Regions from separate parts of the Bombyx mori genome. Here region 2 is linked to region 1. The links are chromatin contacts, called in public Hi-C maps. All regions are on one chromosome and are shown on one strand. The core of a region is the stretch at or near the end of the contact, and the rest is flanking DNA. Distances in the headings are between cores, read along the strand shown. Region 1 holds the start of LOC119629350. Region 2 overlaps LOC119629350.

Region 1 (3,476 bases), core at 571-3,070:
AGGTAAACACTAGATCGCTGAAGTTTTTAAGATGCTTTTTTTTTCGTGTTCATTTCACGTGTAAATTTTTGTTTAATTATTTTTTGGCTTCATTTTTTTTAAAAATAATGTTAATAAAAATATTAAAAAAAAACTGAAAAATATGAACCCACTTAATGGCTACTTACTTATTTTCATTGCAGGATTATTTTAGTTACATACTTAACGACAAAAATAGTAATTTTTAATTGTAAATTTTACAACCACTTTATCTTTATTGGCCCCCTACAATTTAATATGAACAGTATGAAGATAATAATTATACAATTATCTTTTAATTAATTAAGCCAGTCAAAAGGATCACTTAAAATCCGTAAAAAATTTTACGTAGGTAAATAAAATATTTACTTCGAACTCACATTTATTACACACATTATGTTCCTAATAGATGTGATTAACATAATTAATAGCATAATGAAAAGTTGAATAGTCTAGTTTCTTAATAAAACCAACCATTTTTTTATATCTAGGTATGTATTTTGCGTTTGTAATGTCTTCGCCTCAAAAAGTTAAATTAATTCTAAACCATAGAGTTAATAAGTACCTACAAAAATATACTAACTCTATGTTCTAAACATAAACATGAAAACATTTTTTTAAATGGTGTACTGTGACATTTTATAACAACTTATTTTTGCTAGGTATGCTTCTGACCAAACATACACTAGACTTTTACGTTTCCCAATTGAAATTCTAGGCCGTATCCCATCTTATACATATGTATTTTATTATTATACTTCTCGTCACGTACGCACGGAGGAGAGAGGCCCAGAGCGTGAAAGAGACACTACCAGGTTTTGACATTTAATGATTTGAGACTGAGTTTAGGCTGTATGTATAGTTTTGTCATAATCCTCAAAATCATTTAAGGGATTTTTTTTATTTTGGCATTTATGTAGGTAGTTGCTGAGAAAACTATCAAAACTATCAACATTCGATACCACGTGATTAAAATAAAAATAAAATTTTAGAAGTTGCAGTTACGCACTGTAAAAAAACATTTTTATAAAATTTGTAGGGAGGCAAGCATACGGTCTATCTGATCGTAAGTGGTCGCCGTCGCTCATGGACGTCAACAATGCCATCGTCCCAAGAAAAATTAGGCAAATCAATACTCTATAGAATGGGGGATGTGTATTAAATAATAGTAGGGTATTAATTCTATTTGATGTGTGCTTAAACAAGTATTCAAAAGATCAATACTAGAACTCTTAGTTACCGACATTTGGAAACAAGTAGTTATAAAATTTTATTTAATTAACACATTCGGAAACAAGTAGTTTTCAAATTTTATTTAATTAACTATACATATTTAGATAAGTATGTTTAACCTCTGTACGTAGGTCATGCAGCCTATTAACTTAAAATCCATGTTCCAGTCATATTAATTAGAGTCCGTGAAACGTAAAGTTTCCGTGGAGAATGTAACTGATCAGTGATCATTAATTTCGGTACACTTGTTTCGAGTGACCAGTGGTACCTATGTGTGCGCTAGTTCAGCGTCAATGTGTGCATGTAGCTCATTATGCTGCATTATTTGTTGCGTTAGGGCTGGGATGGGCCCGTCCCTTCGACGCGAGTCCTACGCTCCCTTCCGAGCGCTTATTTGAGTAGGCTCGTGCGTTGCGTAACACGCGGCCAATGACAGCGGCCCTGCATTTGCACGGGGCGGAGTCGTTACGTCACCGTGATCTGCCCCCGCGGTCGCGCAGTCGCTGTGACGTCACCGGCCCGCCTGCTTCCCGCGCTCCCCTCGCGACTACAGCGCGACGACCGATAGCGGCTTCGTACCGAAGCTCGCGACAAAACACTCGCGCGCTCAAAGATGGCGGATGGGTCGCCTGAGGATCGCGCCGGTCTTAAACAAATGAACAATTTAACTTTTACCGCGACCGATAAAGGACACCGTGACTCAAAAAAGTGTAGTGACATTGTGTTCGACGACGAGAGCGTTAAGTTATCATACTTTAAAAAACGAAAAACGAGTGAATCGTGTGATAAAAGTGATAGACACGGCGTGGCTGAGGATGGTACGACTGTTGTTACCGATTACCGAAAACCGTCCGATGAAAGCGAAGTTGATGACAGGAAGAAGAGATGCATCGACAGATACGACAGCTCGGAATCTTCTGACAGGTGAGTCAATACCACTTTCTGTTATAAGAATACCTAGGTCACCCTAGGTGGCGCGTGATTGTTTGCAAGTGTGCTGTTACAAAGAGTCAATGCTCTAGTGACCGGAGGCTGTTTAATTTCGATGTCATGGTCATCGCGAAAAAATGGAGTTGCTAAGGCGTCTCTGTGCGGTTGAATGCCCTCCGACAAATGGCGAATAGTACGGTGATACGTTTGTGAAGCGAGCGCGGTTTGAATCGTTTAGATAATCGAGCGGGACCGTCGTAAAATTATTTGGTATTCTTTAGATATACCTACTTGATGCGTGAGATAACTTTACACGTTATATGACGGTCAGCTACGACATTTGCGTAACACACTCCACAACAGTCGCTAAATACCTAGCCGCTAAAAATCTAACCTTGGCTTTTAATTAGCGACTAGACGGCAGATAATACTAATAATAAACATGCCTGTAGACTTCACTCATTACTTGTTTATATATTTGCGTATTATTTAACAAGCGTACAAGTTCAAGAACTATTTCTCACGTTTCAAATGCCAAGGCAACTGACAATACGAAAGTGAAACTAATTAGAAAAACACTTGGAATAAGACCAAGAAATATAAAGTAAGTTGCTATATTCCTAATGCTGAACAGCCTACGTCAGAAAAGATATTGAACTTGACTCGGTTTTAATATCAGGCTGAATGTTGGTCATTATCAAAATGCGGCACAAACTATGTGGCAAGATATGATAAAAAATTTAATCTCTTTGTCTTTCCACATGTTCAGATGATATCAAGGGCTTAGTGCTTACGCAAATTTGAAGGTTATTAGATAACAAAACAGCAGAGTAAAATTTTCTGTTTTGAACATTAGAGTTTACGATAAAATTGTATATAATTACTAATTGAAATACACATTCTCACACATTAATTGAGTATCAAAGGTATCAGACAGGAAGTATGATACCATGTTATTTCCTCACTGATTGTTGGTTTATTTCAACATTTCAGAACATAGAAAATGTAGTCTATCACAGTAACTATGAATAAAAAACGTTAAGAGATCTTTAAAAATGCTTATAAATGCATATAAGATAATCAATTTAAGACAGAATCATGAAATTAGATGAAAATATATTTTTGTCTGTTAATGGGAATACATAGGAAAGATCTCAGTCTACTTCAAGTACAGTTTCTGTCCTTGATAACAGTAACTCTTTATGCCAAACTTATTTGGTTTCATTATTGAATATTTGTGTTCAGCTGATCCAAATATATTTCTCATCTATCATGCTGTCTAAAATAAATAAAGC
Region 2 (3,476 bases), core at 477-2,976, 220 kb after region 1:
ATTGTTCCTTAAAGCTCCATTCTATTGAACTTCTAAATTGTTCTTTACACAGAACAGCGCTGAAAGTATCATTAGTTCAGTGCTTAGTATAATGTAAGCCTATCTAGCTATTGTTTTTCGTTATCAAATAAATATTTTGAATTTTCGTGTATTGTATTTTACATAGTACGTAACTGATATTGAAAAAGAGCAAAACCCGAGTTTGTTGCCGATTCTTTTCAGCGGTAAAGTCATGGCGATTTAAATGTGCCTGTAAATGAATTGATTTTGATCAACGATTTGTAAAATCAACGTTTTTAAAATCCTCTTAAATTCTTTAATCACTAATAAAATTGGAGCAATTTTGGAACACTGTAATTTTCGTAATTTTAATGATCAGTTTCTAAAATTTGAATATTTTATGTAAGTCGCCATGCAGTGACGTCAGACTTTGATCGTAGGTGCTAGCAATTCTGGGTTGCGAGTCCCCTAAAATGTGTTCTTTGTATTCATTGTTCATTTGTATGTGTCTTTCTCATTAAATCCGAATTTTCTTAGAACTTTCCTTCTTATGCCGTGCCGAATGTTCTAGAGTATTTTATTTCAGAGCTTTGTCGTAGTACTGCACGCCTTTCGATTATTTTTTTTTCGTTGAAATGGGATAGCAACCCATTGTTACGCTGCAAACACAACGATTAAGATGAATAGACGTATTTTATTATATTTCAGATCCAGATGCAAAACATACACATGCTGTGAATTAAAATATAAAGATGCCAATTACAATGTGTGTTTGCAGTTTCCTCTGTGTGGCGATATTGTCAACGGCGATTTCAAACAAGTCCTTTGATTGCAGGCTAGAAGACGAGTGGGTGCCGGAGAAGGACGTCGAGAGGATAAAGCGCGTCGAGATCTCCCAGCTGCCGGTTCACACGAAGGTGATGCTGTACGAACAGTTCTGCTCGTCGTACAAGAAGGCGACGTCTCCCCCTCCCCCTCCCCGGACGCCCGCGCGCCGCCCGCTGCCGCCCGCCCCTCCCCTCCCCTCGCGCACGCTCCCCGCCAGACACTGCACCTCCTCGCGCCTCCTCAACAACCTCATCGCGAAGCAGAGAAGGAACGCCGAGATGCGGAACGAATGCAGCGCCACCAACCTTCCCATGCTGTACAAAGAAGAAGAGAAGGAGAAAGTCGAAGTGACCGGCGCGAAGAAACGGAAGCTCGGCCGGCGGTACGGCGGGAACGCCTTCTGGCCGAGCGGACGATAATCCACGACTCGCGTCGCCCGGACTCTAGGTTCGAATTGTTAGTGAGCGACGCGGAGGATCGATGTTCATCGTTTAGTTAATATTATTTGGTACGTAAGACGCTAGAGTTTCGTTTTGTGCAGACCGTACCTCTGCACGTGTGTCGGTAGGACGCTGGACGCGGACTCTGCGTCGCTCGCTCCACAGCTAGTTAGGTAGTACTAATGTAGACCGCGCGCCGGGCGGACCACGCGTCCCCGTAGGAAAATTATCGCCAAAGATTGTTCGAGAACCCGTAGAGGTACGTAAGCTGCTCGCGCGGAGCAGACGTAAATTATTCACAAGACTGATGCTTACTTTTTTATATTGATATTTGAACGGTTCAAGGTTCGAGCCTTAGCGCCGCGACGAGGGCGCCGCGATCAAACGTGTGTACATAGTTAGTTGGAAACGTACGGACGGGTGCAGGCCCGTTGTACATAGACGATGTAGTGGTCCGCGCCCCGCCCGGGGAGTGGCCAGGTAGTCTGAATATATAGGTTAGCTTAAGTAAGTGACGACCAGCGATACGAATCACTGCCAGATTTGTAAATAGTTTTAGTGTTAATGTAAAGGTAATTATTAATTTGGCTTTCTATTACTTGCGTTGTGTTCGGCGCGATGGTTGAGGTGACTCGTCAGCCCCGCTTGAGGTGCCAAGTTTAGATGTCCATCGTCGTGGTCACGAACGCTCAGCGACGAAGTCGTTTCGGTTGTAAGCGCGCGTATTCATGGTTCACCAAGTGCCTGACTGAGCACATGTCGATAGTTACGTGTTCATTGCGCGTCGAGACCCGCACGCCGGATTCGATTATGTTTCATTGTAAACGTTGTATAACCCGTCTTAATATTCCGGAAAGTTTATTTAAAATATTTTGGTGACGTTTTCTGTCTGTGTGTAAATTTTATTTCATGTAATGACGAAACCGCCTCGGAGCTGTGTTTAGTGACGTCCATAGTTCTCGCGCGTTTCCGCTGAGTCGACTGACTAATTTTTCCTCACGATCCGAAAGTGTTCACAGAATCCGATAGTTTTAAAGTAACGTAGAACTTAGATGTAGTCGTCGACTTGGCACAGAGCGCCGGGGGAGCTCGATACGACAATAAATGTTTAATTTTAATAGTCGATGTTCGCGTTCGACTCTGTGGAAACGCGCACGGAGCCTCGGGATTATGTACCGTTAGCAATAACAAATATTTGTGATAAGCGAAATTAATTAATTTACACGTGTTGACCGGTTCGATTCTGCGCACAAACATTATATTAATCGTCATAAGTTTATTATACACAGCGGCGTACAAAAATATAGATTTTGTAATTTTTCGTAACGAATGTCACGGAGACATCTAATTGTTTGTATGTCTATGGTCTAATGGTTAAAACGATTTTGATATTCGATTTGTTTTGTAGTTGTTTTAAAGAAATAGTGTTGTAGCGAAATCCATGGAGAAGTTTATCGATGTACGATTCCCGAAAACCGATAGGTGGCGCTGCTGATTGGAAAATGTTTACATTGCGCGCTCAACGATTGCGAAGTAACTTGAACGGAAATTGTTTAGAATTGAAGTAAAAAACTGGGGCTCAGAAACAATTAGTTTGAATTTGTTCTAATGATCGAATTTTCAGAAAGAAGAGACATTGCAACGCAAAATCGATTACCTTGTTAGTTTAGGCCTTGATGACCTTCAGGTCTTTAGGGTCTCTGATTTTCTTCCCGGTCAGAGTCGATATCATTGTTAGATTCGGTCTCCGTAACACAAGAGAAAATTCTGGCCTTGGGGCCTTCCAATTTGATTACCACCCATCGATGCTTCGCGACAAAATTCAACATGAAGGTGGCACTTGTTCTACCACCACTAATATACGTACATACAAAAACACGACCTGTATATGTATATAGGGGTGTGTTTTTTTTTGTAAAATAAAAATCGAATATCAAAATTGGAATCGATATTTTGCAATGTAACTTTAATTGTCGACATCGCATCACAGTAATCGTGTCGAGGTCGAATAGGGGGGTCCGTCCCCCCTGCGACCCCACCCTACGCGCACACGGGGGACACGTGGTTACTGTGACCCGTGTCGGTATCGTCTCACAAAAATGTTAACGAAAGCAATATTAATTAATAATTACTCGCGTGGACTCAAAAGGCGCGTCGGACGAAATCATAGATATACGAAGGTTTAGAAATGAATCGTTGCGACTTACA

The links. A called contact is a pair of places that touch in the nucleus more often than the background predicts.
Region 2: a Hi-C map of whole pupa shows a contact between it and region 1, with 2.4 times the contacts expected there. The contact joins the enhancer-like site here to the promoter of LOC119629350 in region 1. A contact is called at or near these places in 4 of 7 Hi-C or Micro-C datasets (midgut and whole pupa).

Annotation. Positions count from the first base shown.
Region 1 is chr13:2,685,108-2,688,583 of ASM3026992v2, forward strand. It overlaps LOC119629350, which reads left to right and starts at 1,821. Exons shown (of 6, transcript XM_038014888.2): 1 at 1,821-2,175. The coding sequence starts at 1,865.
Region 2 is chr13:2,905,800-2,909,275 of ASM3026992v2, forward strand. It overlaps LOC119629350, which reads left to right. Exons shown (of 6, transcript XM_038014888.2): 6 at 836-3,476. The coding sequence ends at 1,247. Among protein-coding and RNA genes, the nearest start is that of LOC110385519, 32 kb to the right of the region's middle. Within about 2 kb of position 1,727, at least 6 of the 8 cell types and tissues checked have open chromatin away from gene starts, as enhancers often do.